2 separate regions of the Mus musculus genome follow, and region 2 is linked to region 1. The links are chromatin contacts, called in public HiChIP or PLAC-seq maps. All regions are on one chromosome and are shown on one strand. Each heading gives the region's core, a stretch centred on a gene start, on an enhancer-like site or on the middle of the called end of the contact. The rest is flanking DNA. Distances are from core to core; before and after follow the strand shown. Region 1 holds the start of Npepl1 (aminopeptidase-like 1). Region 2 has its middle 10 kb from the start of Mir296.

Region 1 (7,116 bases), core at 3,289-5,788:
GGCCAGGACAGCCCCTGACTTACAGGAAATATGTTCGGTATGAGAACACTATCCACTGGGACCCTGAAAGTGGCCATGAACATGTGCAATCGAGGAACGGAAGGCCTCACTGAGCTGGCTCTGAGCAAGCGCATGGGAGGCCAGAGACAGAAGATGGGAAGGAGGTGGGTCCAGTGACTCCCAGGATCAGCAGCAGAACCTGGAAGGCTGCCCCTGCCTCCCCTAGGGATGCTCTGTCTCCTAAGCTCTGGTCTTGGCCTGGGACCCAGGCTGATTCCATTCCCTTCACATCCCCAGCAGGAGGAGACTGAGGACCCTGTGCCAAATGCTCCCAATGCTACCCCTGCCACTCAGGTTCCCCCAGCCTCTCCTGACAGTGAGAACTGTGGTGGGGAGGAAGCTCTACACACCTCCAAATCCTTTGGTCTTTAGCTGCTCATCGCGGATGATGGTGGGGGTGATACCCAGCTCCTTTCCAACTTGGATAATCTCCTGGACAGATTCATGGAAAAATCAACAGCACGAGACACGTGAAAAAGGCTTGACTCAAGGCGAGGCTGGGCTTCACGCCAAAGATGAGTCTATCCATGGCTTCATGGTGGGAAAGGAACTACCTTGGGGCCAGTGGCTGTGCCTCCCATGATTAAGCCCGGGCGGGGGTGGGGGGGGTCTGGCCCTGCAAACTCAGCTTCCTGCAGCTGGTCTCAGTGAGGACCCATCCCACCCATGCATGTCCTCAGCTAAGGATGCTGACCTTCTGGAGCAAAACGGACACCAGGATTTGATGAACACAGCCTTGGGACTTCCAGGCCAGAAAAGGTACCGAAAAACTTAAGGCTTTCTTGCCGTCACTGTGATCTGAAAACTATCCCACCTCAGCTTATCAGGATAAGACCACGAACCTCAAGGAAGATGTCTGTGTTCATCTCATTGCACGGCGTGTCCACAATGCGAGCTGCTAGTCGGACACCTTCTGTAGCATTGGTTAAACACTAGGGAAGAAGAGTCAAGTTCATCGCTGGGGCCCACGGGCAGGGTGGGAAGGGATGTTCTCGCCCCATCCCATCCAGTTCCCTGTGGACCACAGACATCAAAGATCTAACACTCTAGAAGAATGCTTCAGGCGGTTCACAGGTATGGGTATGGAAGGAGCAGGTGCTTTGAGAATCCCTCAAAACATCACCCTACAATGTTGAGAAGGTTGCTTTCCATGAGCCCTCTGGAGGAACAGAGGCCTGTCACCCTGTCCTCCTGGTCACTGAATGGTCTACTAGGGCATTGCTGTAGAAGGAATGGGACCATGTTCTGTCTTAGAGAGCTCATTAGCCTCAGGGGACCCAGGAGAGGAAAGGAGCTTGAGACAACAGACCCCACCAGACTCCTAGCTCTGTAGTAAGGACAACTTGGGGACAGCCCAATTGGGTCTGTAGATGCTAGATGTACCCAGAGACAGGTGGCTCCAGGTCTCTGCAGAGCCACCCCAGACCTAGACTCCTGCCTGTCCATCTTTCTCTGCCACAGGGCCTTCCTCATAGCTGACTTGAGCAGACCTCCACCTCCATTTAATCCCATCATGTGCCCAAAGTCTCAGAAGCCAGGGATAACTGACTACGTCAGTGCCTCTGTACTGGCCGGAAGAAACAGATATTAAGGGGCTTGCGGGGGCGCGGGGCTTTAGCTTGCAGTTCATCATCACCTCCCCCGGACTTGTATGTCAGGAGGGCAGGCGCAAGTCGATTCTGCCAGCCGGCCACCGCCCCCGCTGTCTGACCATCACAAGAGCCGCTGCCTGTCCCAGGTAATTAAACCTCGAAGGCTCTGCGTAGAGACCAGGGAGCTGACAGCTCAGATATGAGCTGTGCTTGTGAGCCCCTGCCACCTGTCAGCAGCCGGTGGCCTGCGTGGGATGTGTGTTGGGCCGAGGACTGGCCTCAAGGGAGGCAGTCTAACCCCGCAGACCCTCCACCGAGTTCTCACTAAGCAAAGGATGAGAGTGAAGAGCATTTCAACCTCGGTCTCACTGACAAGAGAAGAAATATCCACTCACTTCTTTCTCGTGGGTTTATGTGAGGCTTGCTACACAGCAGGCAATGTGATGGACTCTCCGATAACTGGGAGAGATGTCAGTAGAGACAAGGACAAAGCAACTGATTAAAAGTCTACAGGACCCAGACAGAGCTCTAGGGGTGGGCATCGTGGGGGATACCCTGGTGAGGAAAAAGAGGAGGCACTTATCACCACAGAGTGCCCAGACGTGAGCGGCTGGCAGGAGGTGAGGCGGAAGCCCAGAAGGGACCCCCGAGAATTAGCAGGCAGACATGGTCTTCAGTGCCCACTGCCAGATGAAGGCCACAAGTAGTGGAAACTTTGCAGAGTTGAGACACCAAGGCCAGAGAGTTTGGAAAGAGAAAGTAAGAGGGTGGAGGGCAGTTGGGACAAGAGGCTTGAGAATTGGGGGGTATGCTTCAAGGAGAGACGGACACATCGTGGCCCTCAGAAAAAGAGAAGGGGCCCAAACTAGACCTGGGTGGGTTGGAAGAGAAAGGGGGTTAAAACCAGCAAAGCAACTAGACTGTTTTCAAAAACAGAGAGCTGACACGAGATGGCAGACATGGAGGACCGCCCCCTTTTAACTGTATCAGGGAGACAGAGGGCAAAGCCCTCAAGTAGGGTGCTTGCTTGAGGCTCAAGCAACAGCCTTCCTGAAGCCAAAGTGGAGGGACAAGTTGGCCTCTGGCTGCTGGGTGGAAGCCGGGTCAAGGCAACGGAAGGCAACCTAGGTCAGGCACCTCCCTTGCCTGACAGGCTGGCAGTGGTTTTCAGCCTGCCTGAGTTTCCTCTGAGGCTCCAGTGAGACGAAACACATAAAGGTGCTCCCCACCTAACACGTAAAGGTGCTCCCACTGTCACACACAAAAGTGCTCCCCACTTAAGGGGACAACTATGCATAATCAAATCACAGCTGCACCAAACGGAGACCTGAAAATACAACCCAAGACCCTTTTTTGGGATTCCCGAAAAGCACTGTAGCTCTTCCCAGGGGGAGAGAAGAGAAGAGCTCTCCACCTGTGCTCCCAGAAGGCATGTTGCCTCTAGATACCCACTTGCAAGGTGGACACTTCCACTGGGCCATTGTCTTGTCCCACCAGGAAGAACTCCACCATGACTGTCCTCTTCTCTGCGCGCCGGGATGCCCCTGAGCGGTGTGTGAAGAGTGGGAAGGCCCGTGCCAAGGCACAGGCAGAGGCAAAAACCTCAGTCTGTTCGCAGACCATCTGTAGTGAGAGAGAAGCAAGGTGGGGCTGAAGCCACAAAGGGACACCACCAGGACTCTCCCAATAGCAGCTCTACAAACCCAGACGGCTGTGCCCCCCCAGTAACCTGAGGCTGCGTGAGAAAAATGTCTGCCACCAGATGTTGTCCACTCTTTCCCAGACAGATGAGCAGGGCACAGACATAAGCCCAGGCCTCAATAAATCTAGGCTGGCATCTCTGATTTGTCACGCAAACCGATCCGGTGTAAATCACTCGGTGGTTGAAGGGTTAGAATGGGAGATCACACGGGCCAGCCTGCTGTGCTTGAGGTGGGCCACGGGCTGGGGTACACTCACCGGCCCAGCACTCACCAGGATACACCGGTGGGTTCCAGGAGGCAGGCAGGTTCTCACGAGCCTGGTGATGAAGTGGGCTGCGGACGGGCTGTTATGCCGGCTCACCCTAGAAGGCAGAGCTGCCACTGTGGCGCAGTTCAGGTAGAGAGGACAGCTGTCTGTGGGGTTGGGGTTGAGCGTGGCCAGAGCTGCCTGCCAGAGCTGGATTAGAAAGGAGATATGAGACGGACCGGGCTTCAACACGTGTGCTGTGTGGCTAGATGCGCCCTGCGGGCCACGCCTGCTTGTCTAAGGCACCCTAGCCGCTGCCACCAGGCATGTGTGGCTCTCTGGTACCCTACCACCCTCGTGGGACTGCGCCTCGCGCTGGCAAGGCCTGTCTGGGGACCCTCTGCTTCAAACACTTGGAGGCCCGGCTCCTGGGCCCTGGCTAGTGGCCATGGAAGCGGGTCTCGAGGCCAGAGGCCACGCGGAAAGCCGCCACTGGGCCTTCTGCAGGGCCCGGCCCAGAGGCGCGGAAGCAGGTGGCTCGGCCCGGGCAGGCCGGCGACACAGGCCGGGCCTCGCTGCAGCCAGGGCCTTGGGGACAGACGGCTAGGCCTGTCGCGGGCCTGCGCCCTGGGCCCGGCGGGGCGCGCGGGCGAGGCGGGGCCCGTGGCCCAGGGCCTGGGCTTGGCAGGCGCATGGCGGCCGCGGCCCGCTCACCTCCTCGGTGACCCGGGGCTGCAGCTTCCCGCGGACGTGGCTCCAGGGCACGCGGTGCAGGTGTTGCAGCTGGCCCAACAGCAGCAGGGGCCGGCTCTGGGGGTCCGCGTCCCCGGCGCTGGCCTGGAACTGCAGCCCCACGCTCGCCATCTTCCCCCCCACGACCCCGGCCGGGCCGCCCAGCACCCTGCGCCCTGCTCCGGCCCGGCTCGGCGCCGCCCCGGCCCGCCCGGCCTCGGCGCCCCGCCTTCCCCGCCGCCTCCGGGCCGCGCCGCCCTGCAGGGCCCACCCGGGGCGCGAGGGGGCGCCGGCGGAGGCGGGGCGCGGGCCGTACTGCGCCTTCCGGGCCTCCGTTGGGGGGCAAGTGGCGCGCGAGCCCCTGGAAGCGCTCCAGCTCTGGCTACTGCCCTGGCCCGGCTGGCAGTAGGTTCCTGGACTCGAGGAAGCCTCACTTGCCAGGGACAGCCGTGGCTACTGCAGTGGCCTGACAATTAGGCACTCGGATCCCCCCTTTATTCCGCGTAGGCCGCCTCCTCGGCCTAACGCTCGCCAGAAAGGTCACCATTCAGCAGTGGGCGCAAGCTGCCTCTGCACTTTGTCACCTGTGTTGGAGAGGAAAAGACAGCAGTGTTGGGAGCTTATAGGAAGTCATTTGAAAGGAGTCAGCTGCTACCCTACACTGCCCAGGTTTTGACAACTCCAGGCCTGGGGCTAGAGCTCAGTGACCTCCAGTCTTCTTCCTTTTTTTTTTTTCAAGACAGGGTTTCTCTGTGTAGCCCTGGCTGTCCTGGAACTCACTCTGTAGACCAGGCTGGCCTCAAACTTAGAAATTCTCCTGCCTCTGCCTCCCAAGTGGGATTAAAGGGGTGCGCCACCACGCCCGGCTGTGACCTCCAGTCTTATATGTCACTTTTAATCTACATTTCTTCTCTGTTATCAGCCTTTAAAACTAGCAAAACAAGATGGCTGAGCGAGAAAAGACACTTATTGCAGCGCCTGAGGACCAGAGTTCTAGTCCCGTATCTGGAAGGTGCAAACCAGTATCCAAAATGTGTCCATTGACTAAGAGGTTGACTAAGAGGTACCCACTCACACCGACTTAAACACACACACACACACACACACACAGAGAGAGAGAGAGAGAGAGAGAGAGAGAGAGAGAGAGAGAGAGAGAGAGAGAATGAATTAAATAAAACATTAAAAAAAAAAAAAAAACCCTACCAAAGCCAGTTTCATCACATAGCTCTCCATTCCACTGACCCTGCAGGCACCACCCACCTTATGTCCCCACCTACAAGCCATCTATGGTATGGATTTCTTCAGCTTTGGAGGTTCCATCAAACAGCCCAGAGCAGGCCAGCCCTGAAGACGGCAGTAGCTGAATGAGCAGAGGGGATTCCTTTGAAACTCTGGCTTTCCTGACGCAGAAGTCAACACTAATTGGATCTTATTTTCTCGAAAAAGAGTTTTTACAGCAACTGCATGTTTTCACACATTTTGTAAAGGGTACTAAGTGTTCTATCCCGATTCTCTGGTGTTTGCAAATACAGTGTGAGGCACAAGGCACTCAGGAGGGGCCGAGACAACTTGCAATTTTCCTAGAGGGTGGCAGGCTTAAGCTGATCCCTGTGGGAGAAGTACTATGTCCCCAGTCCCCAGGCCAGTCCACAGCAAGATGTCATCTGAAGGAATGACGCTGGGAGGTGGGGCAGGAGTGAGCATGACATAGCCTGCAGCCTATGAGAGCAGGAGCTGGAGCTGCAGGTGCGCAGGTCTCTGCGTATGCTACAGACCACAGAGTATGTTGGGGGGCTTGGGGAGATGACTTGGGAGGTAAAATATTTGCTGTACAGGCCTGAAGATCCCAGCACCTATAAAAAGATGGGCTGTATCCTAGCACTGGGGGGTGGGGACAATCGTCCCTGGAGCTCCATGATCAGCCATTCTTACCCAGTTGGTTAGCTTCAGGTTCGGCGAGAGAGGCTGTCTCAAAAAACGAGGCGGGGCCTTTCAGATGTCTCTATGGATAAAGGCATTTGTCATCTGAGTTCAACTCCCACTTCCCGCATGGGAAGAAGCAGCCCAACTCTGGTAGGTTGTCATCAACCTACAGGTGAGTACTGCGTCCTGCTCAAGCAAACACGCGAACACAAAATGAATATAGAAGTAACTGTAACCGTCTAGCAAAGAAACAAGGTGGAGATTCACTAAAGGAAGACCCCTAGGGCCAACCTTCAGCCTTTATATATGTAAACTCACATGTGCGTGTGCCCACACACATATGAACACACACACACACACACATTCATAGACAATAGGGCCTGCCTATTCAACAAAATCCTCCCCTCTAATGAAGGAAGTAACTTTTTTTTATTACGTATTTTCTTCAATTACATTTCCAATGCTATCCCAAAAGTCCCCCCCCCCCACTCCCCTACCCACCCATTCCCATTTTTTGGCCCTGGCATTCCCCTAGGAAGTAACTTTTGTGAATCATAAACAAAGATGGCTGAGTTGAGCCAACTCAGCAACCATTTATTAAATACTTACTACATACAGAGCAAGAGGGACTGTTGGGTGCTTTGTAATGAGCAGATATTCCTGATCCCTGGTTTCATGCCACCCCCAGACAGAAGAAATTGAAACCACTCAGGACATTCCACTTTGGATGCTTATCAATTTCCTCAAGACAGAACATGTGATGGATCTGAGAAAGTCTGAAGAAACTACTTTCCCTCTCACGACAAGCTTCACGGACACCAACATAAATGAGACAGCAGGGCGTCTTTGTTTAGTTAGA
Region 2 (7,116 bases), core at 1,882-4,381, 150 kb before region 1:
TCTCTCTCTCGTGCATTTCCCCTCTGAAATTGTGTGTGTGCTTTGTAGCATAGAAATCAGGGAGACTCAGGGAGGGTCCATCTGTGCCAGCTACCTGACTAGTGACGGACACAGGATACACCCAGCATCCTCCCAGCCCTTAGGAAATGTGGAGAAGATATTTCCAATGCTCCAAGGTAGCTATCAGTTCCTGCATAATTTTGATTTTTATCTCAGAATTGGGCTAGGGCTGGATTTCTATACAGAGAGCCACTGACCATTTAGGTGAGATCATTCTTAATTGTAGAGACCGTTGCTGGGCTAGTGAGATGCTTAGCAGTGTCCTTGGCCTGGCTTCCCATTAGATGCTAATAGCACTCCCAACCCCCATCCACCCCAGCAAGAGTGAGAAACCTAAAATGTCTCCAGATTTAAGGGCAAATGTCCTGTGGGGGCGCCCAAGGTCACAGCTGGTACAGACCCCTCGGCTCCAGCCTGCCTGATGTTTCAGAAAAAAGACTTCATAAAGATGACAGTCCCCCATGTCAGGATCCTGCTTGCTGCATTTCTGAGTCACTGCCTGTGTTTCTCTGTCTTTAAAAATCTTCCATTTGTGTCTGCCCCCTTGGAAACAGCCCTGCACCCAAATGTGAGCCTCTTGGTGGTCTGAAAAGCCCTGTTAAGCCCCATCAAAGCCTAAGTCTAGAACTCTGGTTATTCCTGCAAACACTGACAGGGCCGATGGGAGCCATAGACAGGAGCCACTGAACACAGAAAAACAAACCCCTTGTTTCCTAGGATTGCGCACATCCACCAACTAATTGCGAGAAGACCAGGAGAGATGCTGCGGGGCCACTTTTCACGCCACAGCCTAAATCGGAACAAGAAGATGAACTTTAAATTGAGTAAGATAAAACCAGTTTGGGAAATTCAATATCTCACCTCCCTTCCTGTCTTTTTAAAAATCCATAATTCATACAGAACCCAGTCAGGGGGTACGCAGCTCAAATTGAATTATCTTTTTTTCTCCCCCTTCTACAGCTGAAGCTAGAAGAAGCACTTTCTTGACATGGAGAAAATAAAAAGGGAAATTTTCTGAGCCTCAACTTCCTTGCCACAGCCCCCCAGCCCATAGGGATGGGGACATCAGACACCAACCAGCACTAAATGACCTTTTAAAGCTTATGCTGATTGCATGGCTTGGGACTCACTCAGCCACTGTCCATAGACACTCAGACGATGGGTACCCAAGTTTGTTTATCACAATGCTGCTAAGGAGACCATCAGCAAGGGCTGGTTCAATAACCCCATTTGCCCCTCCTCCACACAATGGAGTCACGACACAGGCCAGGAGGGGGGAAAAAAGCCCTCAAAACTCATCGGGTAGTGATGGCAGCCCTCCCTTTTATTGCATTGTTGAAACAAAGGACAGAATAGTCTTTGTACTGCCTGCCGTGTGATAAGAAAGGAGGGAAGCACACGTATGCACACATATGCAGTGGCTGTGTGTACCCGCTGTGTGTCCCTTGTGTGTGTCTAAGCAGAAGGGCCGTAAAAGAGGCTACAGGAACGCCTCCAAGTCTGCCCTTTGCATATGTTGGTTTGTGTGTGTGTGTGTGTGTGTGTGAGGGGATTGTGCACATGTGCATATAGGCTCATGTGCACATGTATGTGCATTTGTGTGGAGGCTAGGGATCAATGTGTGTGTCTTCCTCATTGACCTCTGCCTTAATTTTTCAAAAAGAGTCTCTCATTCAACCTGAAGCTCACAGATTTGGATAGACTGGCTGACCAGCAAGCTTCAGGGACCCTCTTGTCCCTTCCTCCCCCAGCAGTGCTTACAGAGCCCATCCCTGTACCCGAATCTCATCCTTCCCTATATAGGTGCTGTGTGGGGGCTGAAGTCAGGTCCTCCTGCTTCATGACAACCACTTAACTGACCAAACCTTCTCCCTTGTTCCCTTGTGTGTTGATTTTTTTTTTAAACCAGAAGTAAAATCCTCAAAACAAAGTCAAAGTATAAATTTTAATTTCTTTAAAAAACAAAACAAGCTAGCTGAAAACACCCGGCACTAATTTATTATGAAAACAACTAAGGTGTGAATGATGAGCCACAAACTCAAGCATCCTTGTCTCCTGGGAAACCTGGGCCTGGCTTCAGCTCCCAGAATGGTTGGTTCATTTTTTGCTATTGTTTTGAAAGGATTCTTTGTTTTGCTAATGTTCTGTGATGGTGGGGGGCGGGGGGGGGGACCGGTCTTCCAAAGAATATGGTGTCATCTAGTTACAGACCAAAACATATTCCAAAGCCCCCGTTCCTTCAAACCCTTGCTTCCTAATGAGAAATGGAGTAGGTTTAGGGAACTAGAGTGTTATTATGCTAATAAACACATTATAGACTATTACTATGGAGAACTCCCTATTTGTGGCAAATGACTCAGATTTTTCCATTCAAAATGGTAGTGTCAAATTTCCTTTTCAAATCACGTGTTTAAATAAAGAGAGAACAAAACAAGATGAAGGAAATATTAACTAGGTCTGCAATGGCTGAAATTCAGGGTTCTACACGCCTCACCCTCCCGCCCCCATTTTTCCCAGTAAATGTACATTGCTTTCAATGTCCTGTCCTTTCGGACTCTCTGAATCAATATGATCAAGGGAAGAGAGGAAAATAATGCGCATTTTCAGTAAGCTCTCAGCGACTCGCCAAGCAGCAAATCAGATGTGGGGAAACAGCCTCCCCAAGGTACAAGACGCTCTGTGCTTCCTGTCCACCTCTGAACAGCAGGGATGGCCTTCAGTTGCTATTCCATTTTAAAGTGTATTTTGTGTTCCGTTCTAGAATGTACTGTCCGTTCTGTCATGCCAATTACGCCTTAAGTGCTGTGCATCCAAAACTGAGAAAGGAGGCCTTGATGAGCTCTGGGGGCTTGGTTAGAGCCACACTTGCCTGAGATCCTTTCTTGGGGATATCAGAGAGACCATCAGAGACAGGTTAGGGAACAAAGTCCTCTACCTAAAGATCTGTGGTCTAAGAACCAGTTAACACTTGAGAAGGCGATGCTGATTCTGGCTTTGTGGGTTCCTCAATGCTAGTGGCCTTTGAAACACCCAGCAGGGCACAGGAGGCTTCCCACAGAGCAGGCACAATGGCTTCTCCTAACTGGGGCAAAGAGAGCTCCAGCTGAGTATTTGCAGAGTCTGCTGTCACCCAGGAGATGTCTTCCAGCCACTCCTTTTACCTAACACATGCACTTAAGTAACTACCCATCGTGAGACATTTGTCTGCTTGCACTTTTTCCTCTACTGGAAAGCTGGCCCTATCCTTCTTCCCAACAAACATATTAGCTATGGACTACGCGATCTGGGAAAGCCAGCTCTGGCTGGTCCATGATCCTCCTAGGACACAAATGGGACAGGCTTTCTGAGATTTAAAGATAATCTTGACTATTGTGCTGATAGATGCAAGTAGGCTTGGGTCCTACATCTGCCTGTTGGCTAATGCAGGGACCCCAAGCCATTTGATGTGGTCTGAATGAAGGATGCTGTCACCTAACTGGGATGGTAGGCGACTGTTGTCCCCACCATTCTTAAAGGTCTCTGCTTAGAGCCACAGTCACAAAGATAGGGGCCACTGGGGACAGGTCTCCAATCCAGATTTGATTCCAGAGGCAGGATCACCTTCAAGGCATGATGGGAAGATGATGCAACCACCGTTGCTCAGGGGTGCAGATGCAGCAAGCCAGGAGTCTAAGGGAGTGCAGAGCACACAGCCATAGATGCTAGCTCTGAGTCCAGGCTCCTTAGAGAGAGGCTGGGGCATATCCAAACTGTAGGGCATTTTAACACCTCAGCTCTCAGAGGAGAGGGCAGATCTACCAAAGAAATCTGGGAAGAGGTCCATGGTAGTGAGTCTCTGCCTTCATGGTCCAGGCATTTAGCTTTAGCCCAAGTTTGCTTGTAGGGAGTGACTTTGTCTCCAGGAACATCAAGACCTTTGCCTCCTGGGTGTAGATGGGTACTCCCCAGGAAGATGTTGGTGAATTCCACCTTCTCCATTCCAGCTCCTACCCCTCAGTCAGCCTGATACTTGCCTCCACCCTGCCTGTCCTTGTTGGTCTGGCTGGGATGCATCACATCCTGTATTGAGCATGCCTTGGGATCTGTAGCAGGCACTCCTGTCCTCTCTGCCTCTCTCTGTCTCTTTTTTAATTTTTTTATTATAACACCAAGGCTCCATAGTATGTTCACAAGCAGCTGAGCAGCTATGATTTGTTGTCTGCCCATACCAAAGTGCATCCAGTCTAACCAAGAGAAATTTCGGTTCCTGCTGATTAAAGACAGTTACATATTGCTCATGTCCTGTTTTTTTTTACCTGGTAGGATTGACTGAGATGAGACACTGCTGAACTACTCCTCCTTACCAGTGACTGCCACCACGTAGGCATTTGATGCATGGTACTGGGTGAATGGACCAAGGCAGCATTGGGAGCCAGCTGGTATACTGACTCCCTGGGCCGTCTGTCCCAGAGACAGGACCTGCACTGGGAAGACACGGGGACTGAAGATGCTGCAGTTACCCAACAGCTCCCTGCCCCCTCCACGCCAAGAAAAGAACAATAGTCGACTCTAATCACTGACCCCCGCTGGTGAGCACTGGTGGGAGGGGTCTGCAGAGGGCGTTGGTGAACACTGAGAGACAGGGGTCTGCGGGGGGCTCAAAGCCCCTGCCCCACTCTAAGTCACTTCCAGCACTCAGGGAGAACAAGGAACTGTTGCCAGCCACCCCTACGGAGGAAGCAGGCGTGGGTGGAGGTCTGGGAGGCCAGTTCTGCCCAGTTGGCTCTGTGTACAGAGATGGCCATTTTATACACCAGTGTCTAATGAAGGTTGCAGGTGAAAGGAACTGATGAGAGCGTAATTACCCAAGCCCAGGCCTTGGAAGATGCACGGCTTGTGCTAATGGAAATGAGGCCAAGGGAAGGTGGCCAGAAGGAGGGCTGTTAGTATTTGCCTGAATTTGAAGTTTCTGGGCTCAGAAAAAGTGGGGGTGGGGCAGGGATCTGCTAAGGAGCCATCTCAGCCTGTTTCCTGAACCAGCTCTTTCCTTTTTTCTTTAATCTTGAGTGGGGCTTTGGGAATTATGTGAACCCAGTCATGTGAGCTGGAGCCTGCTGACATATGAAACCAGGGGGTACGGATTAAAGGGAGGCAGGTCCAGGGCACCCCTTTTCTCCAATCATGTGACCAATCCTACCTCAGTCTAAAAGGGAGCTTGGTGAAGGAGGTGGCTCAGGAGGGCCCTGCAGAAGATGGCTGAAGCCATTGCTGTGGAGGATATGGCCAGGTCCTTCTTCCAATGCCTGCTGATGGACGGGGACATTCCACCAACCAGACATCTGTGCCCAGAGCTTTCAATGGCTCCAGCCTTCTTGGATGAGCTCCCCTTCTGCTTCTGGCCACCTGTTTTACCGTTGTGCGAAGCTGCAGAGGAGGGATAAGACCATGAGCCTGGGGTTTGGGGAAATCCATCTGCCTAGTCCCTGGCTCTCTCACCATTTTCTGGACACTGGAACAATTGGGGACTATGAAGACCCTAGACAGATGACACAGCCTGTATAACCAGGACCCACTGGGCCTGGATGGGTGGTAAACCAGGTCCTTTCTGCAGAGCCTACACCTGCTTAGGGGGTCTCACCTTGCAACTGAGTCTGAGACACAGGCATCACCACTGTAATGCGGTTCATGCGTTAACTATGGTGGTTTAGCATATCTGCCAGATAGATTTAAAAAAAAAAATACAGGTTCTGAGGTTTTGCCCCAAACCTGCTAGAGTTAAGTCTCCTGGAGAGGGGCTGGGCATTTCTATTCTTATCAAAGCACTCCTTCCCCTAACCAGTCCTGGAGAGACTGGCCTGAGGATAATCCCAAAATGGCGTCTTTGCTCAGAGGAGTCAGTTGAGAATTGCAATGGATGGTGAGGACCGTCTTCATTTGCATGAGGGTAGGGGCCCCCGAAGTTTTCTTCCACCCTGAGACTCCTCTCCAAACAACTTGAGGCTGTAATTATACATGCAAAGTGAAAGAGAAGTACCTGGAGAATTCCAGCCAGAAGAATCACGTTACTCTGAAATAACTAGATAATGAAAGAAAAAAATATATTCATTGCATAAAGTGCTCATTAATTCTCTCCTCTGTGGGGGCATACAGCTTAAAAGCAGGCGCTTTGATTAATCCAAGCTATATTAATTCCACAGTGCTATTTTCCCCCTCCCTCTGCCTAGATCTTCATATTTCTTTCCAAAAAAAAAAAAAAAAAAAAAAAAAAACCACACACACACATAAATAAACTTGTCCTTTTGCAAAAAACGCATTTCCAATCTGACGGGGCAAAATGGCCCTGGAGTTAGTAGAATCAATTTGGGTGCACTTTTTTTTTTTTTTGTATGCATTTTGAAATCAGATGCACTCTTCCCACTTCACTGGAAATGCTAATTTTTTTTCCTCCATCACATTTTAAAGTTAACATTCTGTGTGGCTATGGAATCACACCCTGCACTGGAGCACTTCAGAAGGACCAGGTGGGACTGAGGAAATGGTTCATGTCAAAGATGGGCGTCTGGTTGGGCTGGGGGGGGGGGTGGATCTATAGGATTATTTGTTTCCTTAAAAAAAAAGAAAAGAAAGAAAAGAAAAATTCTAAAATTTCAGAACCCACTTGAAAAGAATAAGAATCTAATCTTAACAGGTTAATTTTCAAGACCATCCTAATGACACTTCAGCCTGCCTGTCTGTCTCCCAAGGTTTACACAGTGGATCCTAAGGCTCATTGCCTTTGCTTTTTAAATTCTGAATATTCCGTGTTGGTGTAGTGGATTGCCTGTTATCTGTAGCTTTTTGGCCTCAGTTTCTCTACTCTCCAAATCTCTGGCTAGCTTTTTGAGAGCCAACCACCCTCAGCTTCTAGCTAACTCTCTGAGAAGTAGCCGGTACTCCGGTAGAAGACTCTTAAAGGTTTTAGCAAAGCCTTCCACCAACTTACGGCTCCAGCCTTATCATAAAACAACATTTTTGTGGCCCATTGGCTGGACCTAAGAGTGTTCTCATCATCTTTGGGATCAGCATTAAATACTCTGC

Evidence for each region. HiChIP or PLAC-seq counts read pairs in DNA pulled down with a chosen protein or histone mark.
Region 2: an H3K27ac HiChIP or PLAC-seq map of embryonic stem cells shows a contact between it and region 1, with 9 read pairs. The contact joins the enhancer-like site here to the promoter of Npepl1 in region 1. A contact is called at or near these places in 2 of 39 promoter capture datasets (the 3T3-L1 cell line and embryonic stem cells), 15 of 484 Hi-C or Micro-C datasets (the G1E-ER4 cell line, the N1E-115 cell line, embryonic stem cells and 3 more), 10 of 115 datasets of contacts at active chromatin or transcription factors (embryonic stem cells and stem cell-derived neural progenitor cells) and 1 of 9 other capture datasets (embryonic stem cells).

The regions. Positions count from the first base shown.
Region 1 is chr2:174,107,773-174,114,888 of GRCm38.p6, reverse strand. It overlaps Npepl1 (aminopeptidase-like 1), which reads right to left and starts at 4,538. Exons shown (of 12, transcript NM_213733.2): 1 at 4,317-4,538; 2 at 3,627-3,812; 3 at 3,105-3,275; 4 at 903-992; 5 at 411-492. The coding sequence starts at 4,466.
Region 2 is chr2:174,253,501-174,260,616 of GRCm38.p6, reverse strand. No RefSeq gene overlaps it. Among named protein-coding and RNA genes, the nearest start is that of Mir296, 10 kb to the left of the region's middle. Within about 2 kb of position 3,131, at least 10 of the 459 cell types and tissues checked have an H3K27ac peak or open chromatin away from gene starts, as enhancers often do. A contact at or near this core is called in embryonic stem cells, where this site is marked.